2 separate regions of the Hordeum vulgare genome follow, and region 1 is linked to region 2. Evidence: chromatin contacts called from public Hi-C data. All regions are on one chromosome and are shown on one strand. The core of a region is the stretch at or near the end of the contact, and the rest is flanking DNA. Distances in the headings are between cores, read along the strand shown.

Region 1 (6,873 bases), core at 734-3,233, 140 kb after region 2:
TTCCCACGGCTGGTGCGAGAGGTGTCTCCTTCGTCCATCACCCCCGATCGATCACTGCACCTCACAAGGTTATAGCGATCCTCTCGAGGTAGGTGTAAATTCCAGCGTCGTCGCCGGAAGCTTTGCTAAACCCTAGGTCTGGACCCTAGGGGAAACCTCTTACTCATACTGCTATCCAGCAACCTACCACCTACCACTTCCACGGGTATCCATGGTATGGGCCGACCCACTCTAGTTCTTTTAACTTCTTTTGGGTAGGTTTCAGAACTGTCTCTAAATTGAGATTTTCCTTTTTGTTTTTTACTCCTTCCATTTTTAAATGTAATTATTTTTATAGATTTTAGTAGAAGGCTAAATATGGATGTATATAGATATATTTTTTAGTGTATATTCACCTATTTTGCTTTGTACGTAGTCCTGGTGGAATCTCTAAACGATTTATATTTAGGAATGGAGTGTTTTTTATTTTTCATGTACTTTTTTTTTCATACTACTAAAATTCTTCTACTTTCCTTTCCCCTCCATTTTCCTATAATTATTACATAATTGCACATTTTTAATTTTCTTAACACAATTTAGACCCATGATTATTTTTGAATTCGAGAATAGTTTTTGCCATTGTGAACAATTTTGAACTCATGAACATACTTTCCAAATTTAAGATTTTATTTCTCAAATTCACGAGCATTTTTCAAGTTTGAAAAAGTATTCTGATTACTGAAAAGGTATTAAAACATGGTAACTTGTTTTGAATTTTTGAATCTTTTTTGAAATTGAATTTGCGCTCATTTTCTGAATTCCTCACCATTAATTTAATTCCGATTTATCTAAATAATTCAAATGTTTTGAATTGATGAACATTTTTTCATATTGACGAACATTTTATTGAAATCCTGAACATTTTTCTAATTGAAGAATATTTCCAAACTAAAGATCATTTTTTGAATTAATGAACGTTTTTCAAAACCATGATTATTATTATATATTCTATTTCCTATGAAATCCCGATTTTTATTGAATAAAGCAAAGAAAGGTGCGCCCAGTTGGCCTATAGTTATATCGAAGTTATCCCCTAACGCATCGAAATCACTAATTAAACGGTACTCATTTCAAAGATTACTCCACCTCCCTAAATTGTTTTTTCCTTTTTTTCATAGATTCGTATTTTAAAAATTATTATCTCTTAAATTGTGCGTCCAAATTTTAACCATTTTCACCGTTGGATTCCTCACTTTGAGATCTTTAAAATTAGATCCAATGTTGATAGGTTTTGACGAACTTTTTTTCATGAAAAAATTGGATGAAAAAAACCAAACTAAAAAAAAGAGTATGGAAAAATCGTGCCTCTCGCGTTAGAAAACGAAACATAAAACCTCTTTTCCGTTTCCGAAAGGCACAGTTATCGCGAAGGCAAAATCATGCTTCTTGCAAAAAAAACCAAAAACTTATTTTTTTTTTTCATTTTCGAGAGGCTCACAGTGCCTTTCGCGGAAGCAAAACAACGCCTCTCACAGAAAAAAAACAAAAAAACACATTTTTATTCCATTTTTAAAGAGGTACGGCCGTGTCTCTCGCGAAAGCGAAACCGTGCCCCTCACAGAATCAAAACTGCGCCTTTCGCAAAAAAAGCATTTTTTCTATTTTAGTGAGTCACGGCTGTACCTCTTGCGGAAACAGAACCATGCCTCTCGTAGAAAAAAACAGAAACGTGTTTTTTTTGCTTTTTTGTTTGATTTTTTCATCGTAAAGATAAGAAAGACCCGTGAAAACCGAAACAGCAAAAAAGGCTAAAAAACAATCTAAAAAGTCGAAAGCGCGTGCAAAAAAATAAAATAAAATAAAACAATCAGAACGCGACACATGATGATGGCTAAGAACGCGTCAAGTGATAGTACGTGGGAGCGATTGTTAGGAGGCTCCCAAAGTACTGCTTCGTTGCTCCTCTAACCCACCCACTAAATAGAAGCGAAAGTTATATATCGCTTAGAGCGAGTATAGTTATTATTTCACCTGAAAGGCCCTGCAAGTATGGCCGGCCCATTATACGCCGTCTGTCACTGGTTCGTTCAACAATTGTTTATTTTTGTTTTGTTTTCTTTCTGTCTTCTTTGTTTTCAGACTAATTTTTCTTTATTTTACTCTTTTCTTCGCTTTTTTCATCTGAGTTAATCTTACTTTTCCTTTTTTCATACTTTTCTCTCAGTTTTTAAATAATTATTTTTTCCTTGTTTTCCCATAGGTTTTCATGGGTTTTTTTGATACGGTTTACATCGTTTTCGTGGTGATCTTTTGTTTATTTCTTGTGTATCTTTAATTTATTCCACATTTTCTACATTTTTTTGGCTTCAGCAGATGTCTACATCTTTTCTTACATATATGAAAATTCTACATATGCATCAAGACTATATAATTATATAGTAGTTTCATGTGTTCCGGAATTGATGAACATTTAAAAAGTATTTTGTGACTATTGTTTTCATACACATTGTACAATTTTGAAATATATCTGGAATATTTGAAATACTACATATTAAGCTTTTTGAAGTATATGATCATCTCTTTTTATACATGATAAACATTTTTCTAGTTTGACAGTTTATGTTTAATTTCCTTTAACTACATGTTTTACATTTTCTTTATAAATAAATGATTAACATTTAAAAAAATGTGTTTGACGAGTGTTTTTGTATATACAAGCTCTATATTTTGGGTATATACCAGGAATTTTTGTTATACATGTTTAACATTTTTACAATATATGATTGAAAAACTTATACACGATCATATCGTTGGAAATATGCTCTAGAGGCAATAATAAAATAATAATTATTATATTTTATTGTTCAAGATAATTGTTTATTATCAATGCTAGAATTGTATTGAATGTATACTCAGATACATGTGTGGATACATAGACATACATTGTCCCTAGTAAGCCTCTAGTAGACTAGCTCGTTGATGAAGAATGGTTAAGGTTTCCTAGCCATAGACAAGAGTTGTCACTTGATAACGGGATCACATCATTCTTCTAATTATGTAGACCTAAACCATGAACGTAGCATGTGATCGTGTCGTTTTATTGCTACTGTTTTTCTATATGTCGAGTATATGTTCCTATGACTATGAGATCGTGTAACTCACTAACACCGGAAGAATACCTTGTGTGTATTAAACGTCGCAACGTAACTCGGTGACTATAAATGTGCTGTACAGGTATCTCCGAAGATGTATGTTGAGTTATCATGGATCAAGACCGGGATTTGCCACTCCCTATAACGGAGAGGTATCTCGGGGCCCACTCGGTAATACAACATCACAACAAGCCTTGCAAGCAATGTGACTAAAGAGTTAGCCACGAGATTTTGTATTACGGAACGAGTAAAGAGACTTGTCCGTAATGAGATTCATATAGGTATAGAGATGCCGATGATTGAATCTCGGGCAAGTAACATACTGAAGGACAAAGAGAATGTTATACGGGATTAACTGAATCCTTGACATAGAGGTTCATCCGATTAAGATCTTCGTAGAATATGTATGATCCAATATGGACATCGAGGTCCCGCTATTGGTTTTTGATCGGAGAGTGTCTCGGTCATGTCTACATAGTTCTTTAACCCGTAGGGTCTGCATACTTAAGGTTCGGTAACGTATCGGTATAGTTGAACTGTGCACCATATAGAGGGTCTTCAACGTATTCACCGGTTGCCCTGGCCGTACATATTCACTCGCACGTCTACCACAACTAGGCACTGAGTACCCAAATTGAACTCAAGAATGGTAGTCGGATGAGCCGGACTCCTAGAAGAAAACTAGTAAAGGGAATCCCCAATGAGGACACTTGGAATTGCCGTGACTACATAAATAGTGGGTGGAATCGGTGCAGAGATGACACTACCCCATTGACGAGCGTGGGATGGGTAAACGCTGGCGATCACTTGTGTATGCTGCTCGTCGTGTCCTACCATGACAACCTTGAAATGGACCTCTTCTTGGGTACGAAGCACCACCCCGTTCATCGTCTTGAACCCTCCCGAAGGATGATCGAGGCGGTGCTGGTCGCGTGTGATGGGTCCAAACTCCCAAACCAGGAGCCCGAGACAGTAATAGAAGGAGGCAAGGAGGTGGCCGTGGCGGCTGCCGAGGACCGGTACTCGAAGGCCGGGAAGGAGAAGTGGACGCGTATAGGGTTGAAGGAGACGTGGCCGTGGCGGTTGCCGCTGGTGGAGTAGTCTGTGAAGAAGACGCTCGCTAGAAGGCGATCCCCAGGAACCGCCCCAGCGACACGGGCCGCCACCGGTCCCTGCCTCCTCCGTTTCCCACTCCGGCGACGTGAGGAGGTGGGGACCACGGCGCTGCAACGACGCTGCGACGTCGGCTTGTTGTTAGGGTTGGTCTAGTATTTTCTTGGGACGCCGTTGGGATGGTGGGAGCGGCGTTCGGTCAAATAAATCTGCCTCAACTCTATTCCCACACTGACGGCGACCTTCACGGCGGCGTTTTGGAGTTGATGGCAACGTGTGTTGCTCGGTCCTTCAAATCGGCGGCTTGGTCTTCTCGTTGTTCTTCAGATCTGGCGAGATCAGTTTCTCGGTCTGTCGCTGGCGTTCGTGGTTATTCGCGACGGCGCTGGCGGCCGGGGCGAGGTGGTTCTTCTGGAGCGAGGATGTCGGTCCGAAGGTGGTGGATCTGCCGTTCCTCTCCAACTTTGTTGATGGGAGGTGACAAATCTTGGTCCAAGACAGCACGGGGACGTCCCCTGGTCGACGTGCCACAGCGACATGTGCCTTGCTGCGTGCAGCGGGCCTGTTCATCGACTCACAAAGCCTCGTTGGCGATGGTGCTTTCTCTGATCTTGGAATGGTGGAGGCTCTGCGTCTCTTCCGGCGTTCGCCTCGGCGGCGCTGGAGTTGGGCGGCGGCCGTTCGCTATGGTGGTTGCAGGAAACCATAGGGATCGTTTTGTGTTTCTCGATCTCTTAGGTTTTTATCTGCAAATTCAGGATAATCATTTTATCTCGGTTTGTCTTTTAGTTTCCACGTGTGTTTCTTATTGTAACTTGTTTTTCGGTTAATGAAACATGTGGTTCTCTCAAAAAAAAGCAGGGACGCGTGGTAGCGGTGGCGGGCGCGGAAGCAACGGAGGAAGGCGGGGTTGTCACAGAGGCCGCGAACGGGGAAAGCGGCGCATGCCATCCCACGATCCGCTCGTGATGGTTTGGATAGCTAATAGAAAAACGGGCAACCACGTACGTAAAAGCTACACTTTTCTTTTTTGGAACGAAGGCTCAAGAACAGCCCGATTTTGAATTAACAAAGCCACCAACTGACCAGGATTACTCCATACAGCTTACAGTAAATAGAAAAACAATAAATGCCAAAGATATAAAGTGCTAGGACAGCTAACAACCTAATGATGCAGCCAACAAACAAAGTATAGAACGAAGAGCTCAGCCTACTACACGGAGGCCTAACATTTAGGACCGTAGCCACACTATCACCAGGGTGAAAACACCAAGCAGCACTAGCTTCGGTAACCACCTCTTCGACAACTCCCTAGAGAAACCAGCTAACACTAGTAGAAGACACGCCTTTGGTTCGACGCATTAGTCCCGGTTGATTTATGAACCGAGACAAATGCCTCCACTAGTACCGGTTCATGAGGCTAGACTTTAGTCCCGGTTTATTAGGAACTTCTAGTCCCGGTTTGTGTTCAAAACCGGGACTAAAGGGGTGGTGGCACAGTTGCGTCAGGGTTGGGCCCCTACGAGGCCCATTAGTCCCGGTTGGTAATACAAACCGAGACTAGAGATAGATCTTTGTTTTCTTCTTTCTCTCTGTTCTCTTCCCTTGCTCGAGTTCATCCTCAATTTCTTCCTAGATTTGTCAAGATTTGAGGCATCTCATCCATTCAAGTGTTCACAAAGGTTAGCAACTTTGTTCTTTCATCTCTCATTGCTAGATTAGCTTGTGCAATGCTCTATAATTATAGTGATTTGTGGGTTTTAGTTTGGGAGTAATTATGTGGGAGTTTATTTGATTTATATGCAATTTGAGATCAAATTAACTTCTTAGTTTGCATATCTGTAGGTGTAGTTTACTTAGTGCCTCCCATTCCCGTCCTAACCACCGTCGATCGCCCACACCGTCTCGTCACCAGCACCACCTTGGTGAACCTCTTGTTTTTATCCTTTTTATTCTAAAAAAAAATCTTATTTGTATGATCTAAATAGTTTTCTTACCTTTATGATTGTTTTTATTAGTGTGTATGAACTTTATATGTGAACTTGTATTAATTTGGTATTTTCTGTCTTGTGTAATGAAGATGAACCGGCAATGAATATATGATGACCGACACTCTCCTCAGTTCATTGATGGCTTGCAGAGTTTTCTGCATGCGGCTGAGGCAACTCTCTCCAACGGGATGGTTTTATGTCTTGTCCATGTGCTGTGTGTAAGAATGATAAAACTTACTCTAAATCAAGAGTCATTCACGTCCACCTGTTTATGTCCGGTTTCATGTTCGGCTATAATTCTTGGACTAAGCACGGAGAAAAAGGGTTTTAGTGGAAGAGAATGAAGAAGAACAAGAAGAGGACTATCCTTTGAACTCTGAAAAGGTTGAGACTTAGCATGGTGTCATCATTTCACCCACATAGCATGGGCTAAAAAGTTGGGAGGGTTACGACAAAAGCTGGATGCACTTCGTGTACAAAATGGACAATCTTTTTCGAAGTATCACGGTTTCGGACGAATACTCATCTCTTACAAAGCCATTTCATTTTTTTTAACTTATTTCAACTCCAAACTTTGTGTGCACTCAATATGCATCATTCAAAGCAATGTCATCAATTTTCAACCCTTTCTCACCTCA
Region 2 (7,615 bases), core at 4,046-6,545:
TGGCTCATTTGCCTCATCTGTGGTGCATGATTTCAGCTCTTCCTGCATTGTCAGCTCGGCGTTGTCCACGACTTGGCAAACGATGGGCGAGAGCTGCGACGACACAGGGCTGTCGGCAATCTTGACGTCGCACATGGGGCTTTCTATGGGTGCCCATGCTGCTGATGGGTCCTTGTTCTCATCGCCGAACACCTGCTTTGCCTGCTGATTGTTCTCATCTCCCAACAACTGCTGCTGTCCGGGCTGCTTGTTCTCATCTCCAAATGCTTGCTGCATCGCCGGTGACTCATCGGCGTTTTGTTTCTTGACCAGCTCACGGTAGTTGCCACACAGCCTGAAGATGTTCTGGATACGGTTGGTCCGGTCCGGTTCAGCAAGTGGTTGTTCCATTCGGTCCACCTTGTAGCTCTCCTCTTCCACCACTTCTTTGCACACCTCCACCTCAGCACCATTATCCTTCTCTTCGCCTTCTTCATCTCCCTCCTCAAACACAGTGCTCAGGACAGCCTTTTCAGGGAACCCAGACAGTCTGACCACATCTTCTTGCTCCAGGGCAGTGGTGCCAGAGTCTGCTGTCGATGTGTGATTCCCCCACATCTGGCCCTGCTGCTGGCGAGTATCCTCCTTGATCACCTTCACATCCAACACAGACGGCTGATCACCAGCATCCAAATCCATGGACATGGACATTGCCATTGACATGCATGGATCTCCTGCAGCAGACATCTCTGATAGTCGCGCCAACAATCTACCACCAATGACATCCTGCTGTGCAGGCTGACGAGCATCTGCCTTTTCAAGCTCCAGCTCCTGCAATCGCCGCTTCAAAGCAAGGAGCTCTTGCTGCTGCCTGAGCATTTTCTCTTCCATCATCTGGAGCTCGCTCTTTAGCAACTGGGTCTTCTCAGCGACCTTTGAGTTGATCTCTTCCTCCTTTGCAGCTGCACCCTGCCCTTCTAGCAGCCTAAGCTTCGCCCTCGCTTGCGCTAGCTCCTCCTCCTTTAGCCGAAGAACATTTTGGGCCTCGTTGCGCTCTTTCTCTCTTAGCTTGTTCTCCTTCTGCAGCTTGTATATGAACTGGTTCATTGCAACAATCCTTGAATTGAGCATTGAAGATGACTCCTCAGAGCTGATTTTGTCCCTTGGTGTTGATGCATGAGCAGCACGTATAATGCATTTCGCTTTAGCACCGTATTCCAAGGTAGAAACCGTCTTGTGCAATTCCTTTGGGTCTGGACTTGCACACAGAATCATCAAAATCTTTGATTTGTCATCCTCAAATGAATCCTGAAAGTCCATGAAGAAACACAAGTTTTAAATTATCTGGTATAAACAGAGACAGAAGTGGTTCTTCAGTGTTCTGTACCTGTAACAGCATTGTCAGCTTGCTGTCTCTGAATGGAACATGTGAATCACCATTGGCTATGGACTCAACCACTCGTTTCAAAGCCGTGTTGCCTTGGTTGATCTTGGCCGTCTGTGGAACGGTAACCAATGTTATATATAGAATAGATGTGCAAAACAAAGTGACCTAAAGAAACATACTTTGGTTCATCACATTGCAGAAAAAAGAGAGTAGTGGTAAAAGTACAAGCTGTGGTTAGGTTATGGGAGTATCATACTGGAATTCATATGTTGATGTAAGTATGGAAACAGAACTTATCATCATTTCAGAAAGAAAATAGAACTGTATCTTGAAAAAACTCTAATATAGTTGCATTGCAAGTTGCACATCACCGGCTGTTAAAAAAATGTTATGGCGCAATTAAACATACATTAATTACCAATGGAACATCATTTTTCAAAGGGTAACTGAAATAAATTGTATTCTACCGAAACTATAAGGATTGATAACATCACACACCTGCATCTTGGCATCAAATCCAGTTTGGCCTGCAGCTTCTATGTTTTCAGAGCCAGCCATATCCACCAGCATCAGCCTTCCTCCCACCGATGGCACATCCAAGATTATCTAGAGAGGTGATGAAGCAAAGTCATACACGGTTGGATCTATCAAGCGAATCAAGGTGACAAGTGCTAACTGCTCATTGCAACCTACCATGCAATGACTTCGCGAACTTCTCTCATTACAGAGGGTGCTCTTGACAGTACGCCGCTTCTCTACTTTTGCAACTTCCCTGGATATCTTTGCAGCTTCATTTCCAGATATGTAAGTTGCATTTTTGGCTTTCTTCCCCATTACTTCTAGCCTCACCTGCAATGTATTAAGAAACTTATAAACAAAATGGATGAATCACATCAACTAGCAAAGTCACATTGATCATTGCCACATAGCAAAGTACTTTCAACATCTTTTTTCGCTCAATTTCTGCTTCTGAAAATTCATGTGCTTATTTGGATATGGAGCCTAGATAACAAGACAGAACATTTAAGTACCAGATAGCTACTTGTTTAGCTTGGTCACAGTTCAAGTAGTAATTGTTTCACCAGTGATCACACACACACACACACACACACACACAACTGAGGGCAACAACAATGAGCACTATCAGTTACAGTTCGATTTGTCTCACTCCTAGAATCACAATCTCTAACTCGGCAGTACAAATCAGTCAACAAACTATTCCAAACAGCAATGACAATTCACAGGCCATAACCATGAGCAATATTAGTTACCATGAGGTTTAATTCACACCTAGAATCACAAGTTTTAACCTTGGCACTTCAGATTAGCCACCTAATATACCAGCACTCATGCACAAATGACAAATAATTTACTGCAAAACATAGTGAAAATTCCTAATGCAATTTAAGGACCAGATAACCACTTGTTTTAGGTTTGTCACAGTTCAAATAGTAATTGTTTCACCTCTAATGACACAAACAACTGAGGGCAATTACAGTGAGAAATATCAGTTACAGTTGGTTGATTTTAACCTCACACTTAGAATCAGAATTTCTAACTTGGCCCTTCAAGTTAGTCATCTAAATTAATACGCGCACACAAAGAGCAGTCCCAATTCTCAGGCCATAATGATGAGCAATATTAGTTACAGTGAAGTTTTACTTCGAACTTAGAATGAACAAGTTCTAAACTTGAAACTTCAGATTAGCCAACAGTTACAATTAGTTTGACTTTGACCTCAAACTTAGAATCATAATTTCTAAGTTGGCAGTTCAGATTACTCATCAAAACTATTATGCGCACACAACAGCAGTCACAATTCACATGCTATAATAATGAGCAATATTAGTTACAGTGAGGTTTTCTACACACTTAGAATCACAAGTTTTAAACTTGGAACTTCAGATTAGCCATCTAATATATACCAGCACCCATAGAGCTGACAAATAATCTACTAGAAAGCACAGTGCCAATCCCTAAGGAATTACTGTATTCAACATTCACAGCAGAGACATAAACCCCAACTGTAATTAATGACCTAAAATAAGAACAGGCCATAACCATGAGCAATATTAAATTACAGTGAGGTTTACTTCACACCTAGAATCACAAGTTTTAACCTTGGAATTTCATATTAGGGCACCTAATATACCAGCATGTGTACATAAATGACAAACAATTTCAAATGCAATTTAAGTACTGCCTCCGATCCACATTAACTGTCGCACCTTAGCACAACTTTGTACTAAAGTTGTACTAAAGCTGCGCCAATTAATTGGGTTCAAAGGGAGTACCAGATAACCACTTGCTTTGGATTGGTCAAGTTCAGATAGTAATCGATTCACCACTGATGACACATACAACTGAGGGCAACAACAACAGTGAGCAATATGAGTTACAGTTTGTTTCACTTTGACCTCACAGTTAAGAGTCACAATTTCTAGCTTGGCATTTCAGATTAGTCATCTACACTAACACGCGCACAACGCAGCAGTCATAGTTCACAGGCTATAAAAATGAGCAATATTAGTTATAGTTAAGTTTTACTTCACACTTAGAATAACGAGTTCTGAATTCGGAGCTTCAGATTAGCCATCAGTTGCAGTTGGTTTGACTTTGACCTCGCACTTGGAATCACAATTTATAATTTGGCATTTCAGATTAGTCATCTGAACTAATGCACACAAACAGCGGACAAATTTCACAGGCTATAACTATGAGCAATATCAGTTGTAGTGAGGTTTTACTTCACACTTAGAATCACAAGTTTTAAACTTGGATTCAGATTAGGCATCTGATATACCAGCATGCGTGCACAATAGACTAACAACTTACTAGAAAACGGTGTCAATCAATTCCTAAGAAAGTACTGTACCAACATTGTCAACACAGAGATAAACGACCTAAGATAAGCAGGACAGATCTTGTCTGAAATAGCAACGAAGATGTGAGGTTTAAACCGAAATCATGCTACTTCCACCCACAGGACAGATCCTCGCATAACAGCAACCGACTTGTGCAAGTGTGTAAGCTACAACGATGAACCAGCAGTAGCATCTGAAACATAAGCGGGAGGGCGCATCACCTTGGGGGCGTTCCCTTTAGTATTGGGCCCGCTGCCGACGAGCAGATCGTAGACTTCCTCGTTGTAAATCTCGAGCACGGCGACCTGCACGAACAGCCCGACCCCGAACCCGGCGTCGTCGTCGTCGCCGCCCTCGCAGCAGCCCCCTCCGCCGTCGAGGATGTCGCGGAGCGCGCGGTAGACGATGCCGGGCTGCCTGGCGCAGCCAAACATGGTGTGGCTCTTCCCGGACCCGGTGGGCCCGTAGACCATGACGGTGCACTTGGCCCCGACCCGCACGCCCTGGATCCTGGACCTGACGAAGCGGCGGTAGAAGGCCTCCAGGTCCTCCTCCTCGGAGACGGAGACGCCGTCGAGGCTGAAGTCGCGGCACGAGATGCCGCCCGCGTCCCCGCGGACGCGGACGGTGGTCCCGCCCGCGCCGCCCGGGACCTCCAGCACCGAGGCGCCGGCGGCGGAGGCCGTGAGGTTGCGCACGCGGCCGATGACCTCGACGGGGTGCTCCGTGGCGGCCCCGCCCGCGCCGCGGGGGGTGGAGGCGGGCGGGAAATGGAGGCGGTGCTTGGAGGCGGGCGTCCTGAACGGGGTCGCGCCCCCCGCCGTCGCCTGCGGCGTCGACGGCGGGCCCGTCCGCGACGACGGCGTCGGCACCGGCGCCATCCCTGGCAGGGGTCGGTCCGATCTAGGGTTCCCGGGGGCGGTCGCGAATCGGGCTGGGTCGCCGGATCTGGGTGGTGGCTGGCGGAGTCGGGAGGCGCAAATCCGCGTGATTGGTGGGTGGGTGGATGGCGTGCGCGAGATGGGGAGAGGGGGGAGGGGGAGGATGGTTTGAAATGGGGGGATGTAGCCGTTGGGGATGGATGCAAATGCAACGGCAGTGCGCTCTGTTTTGAAGCTGGTGGGGTGGGGTGGGGTGGGGTGGGGAGCTCAACGCGGCCCGTGCGGTGGTGGAGGCGCCGGGGGCACGGGATATGCGGTGATTGGATATTTCTTGTTAGAGCGTAGAGTGGTACCTGCAAATATTACTCCTATCTACTGGCATTGTATGGATGTGTTTATGTGTGTATGTATGCGCACAGTATATGTATAGATGTTTGGAGGGGACGTGAGTACAAATCCAGATGTATTCATTGGTTTTAGATTGGTGTTTTATTGGTGGTGTGAGCTGTGAACTGGGGTACATGTTCTGGCAAAAAATAAATTTGTTTTTTTGCTGTTGGACGTATGTGGCTTGAAAATTAACTACAGATTTGAGAGGTAGGAGATACTTTTCTATGGGAAGGGTTGTAGAGGTTTCGATTAAAAAAAACAAGCACAAATTCAGGTTTTGAAAGGAAAAAAGTACAACACAAATTTAGAGGTGAACTCGACTACTTGCTCGCTAAAAGCATCTCCAGTCGCGCCCCCAACAGGCCCCAGGGCACTTTTTTCTCGTTGGCGTCAAAAAATCTCCCCAGTCGTGCCCCCAGGACGCCGATTATCTTTGGTTCGGCTCATTTTTGGCCCGACGATCCTAGGCCGAACCCACTGCACTATTGGGGGAGGGGGAGAAGGGGGCTTGGGGGCTCCGACGGAAGGAAAAACAGCGCGTGGGCCGTCATTGTCAGGCGAAAAACGTTTTTTCCACATCCATATTTCCCCCCCGCGCGCACTACACCTTTCGCCGCCATGCCGATCTCGGCGCCGCTCACCTGCCTACCGCTGCTAGAAAGGCCATCTCCCCGGCTAGAAAGGGAGGGTTCGTCGTGGCATCGTCCCTCCTTCTTCTGGGCGAGCTTTTCCGGCGCTCCGGCCACGCAAGCGGGGATACGGGCGGCTGTGCGCCTACCATGCAGGCCAAGTTTTCGGCGATTTGTCTCGGCGATGGACTCCGACGACGAGGAGGCGCTCGCGACGCTGCTGGAGGGAGGAAGCCGATACTGACAACCAGGACGAAGAGCACCTCATGATCCACGCCGCTTTGGTCGGCCTGTTCGCGAGCAACGCAAAGCCGTGGCGAGGTGGCTCGACGTCGGGTCGGCTGAAGGCAAAGCAGAGGCATCGACTGGAACACTATTGCTTGCTCTACTTCGACTACTTCTCCGACGCTTCACGGCATGGCGAGAAAGTATTTCGGCGCCGTTATTGGATGAGTTGGAAGCTCTTCCTCAGGATTGTGAATTCCATCAGGAAGTTCGACAGCTACCTCATGTGCAGGAAGGATTGCACCGGCACACTTGGATTCACCTCACTCGAGAAGTGCATGACAGCTATAAGGATGCTTGCATACGGAGCTCCCGGTGATGCCCATGAAGACTCTGGACGCATGGCCGACTCCACCACCATTGAGTGTTTGTACAGGTTCTGCAGGCAGTGGTGGCAGTGTTTGGACTTGAATACTTGCGATCACCTAATGCTGAAGACACTGCTCGGATCCTAACACAGAATGCAACAAGAAGATTTCCTGGGATGCTTGGAAGTATCAACTACGTGCATTGGAAATGGAAAAATTATCCATTTGCTTGGCAGGGGATGTGCAAAGGCGCCAAAGGCGCTTGTAGTGTGGTACTTGAGGTAGTGGACACACATTACCTCTGGATTCGACACTCCTTCTTTGGTATGCGAGGAGCTCATAATAATATCAACGTACTGCAGTGCTCGAATGTCTTTGCCAAGCTTGTTGAAGGTCATGCTCCTCCGGCGAACTTTGAGGTCAGTGGACACCACTACACCAAGGGATACTACCTAGCAGATGGCATCAATCCAAGATGGTCCACATTTGTGAAGACTATCTCAAACCCTGTATCAGGACGCAAGAACTCCTACTTTACCAAGTGTCAAGAGATTTCTAGGAAGGATGTCGAGCGAGCATTTGTTGTGCTCCAATCTTGATTTGCTGTTGTCCGGTACCTTACTCAGACCTGGTCGAAAGATGAAATGTGAAAAGTCATGACTTGCTGTGTCATCTTGCACAACATGATCATTGAGTGCGAGCACGAAGAGCCAGTGTTTGACACTAAACCATATTACACGCACGGTCCCGGTTTTGGGAACCTTATAGAGGTTCCACCCGATTTTTTCCGATTTTGGGAAACTTCTAGATGGTTCCCTGAATGATTTTTTTCTTTTTCTTTTTTTGTTATTCTTCTTTTCTTTTTTGTTTCCGTTCAAAAAAATCTTCTGGA

What was found. Hi-C and Micro-C count contacts between places; a contact is called where the count stands out from the background.
Region 1: a Hi-C map of seedling shows a contact between it and region 2, with 1.8 times the contacts expected there. The contact joins the enhancer-like site here to the promoter of LOC123400981 in region 2. A contact is called at or near these places in 2 of 6 Hi-C or Micro-C datasets (leaf and seedling).

What each region holds. Positions count from the first base shown.
Region 1 is chr6H:548,120,993-548,127,865 of MorexV3_pseudomolecules_assembly, forward strand. No RefSeq gene overlaps it. Among protein-coding and RNA genes, the nearest start is that of LOC123403964, 20 kb to the right of the region's middle. Within about 2 kb of position 1,984, at least 2 of the 3 cell types and tissues checked have open chromatin away from gene starts, as enhancers often do. A contact at or near this core is called in leaf and seedling, where this site is marked.
Region 2 is chr6H:547,977,166-547,984,780 of MorexV3_pseudomolecules_assembly, forward strand. It overlaps LOC123400981 (kinesin-like protein KIN-10A), which reads right to left and starts at 5,296. Exons shown (of 6, transcript XM_045094698.1): 1 at 4,452-5,296; 2 at 2,060-2,215; 3 at 1,865-1,972; 4 at 1,367-1,477; 5 at 1-1,287. The coding sequence starts at 5,111.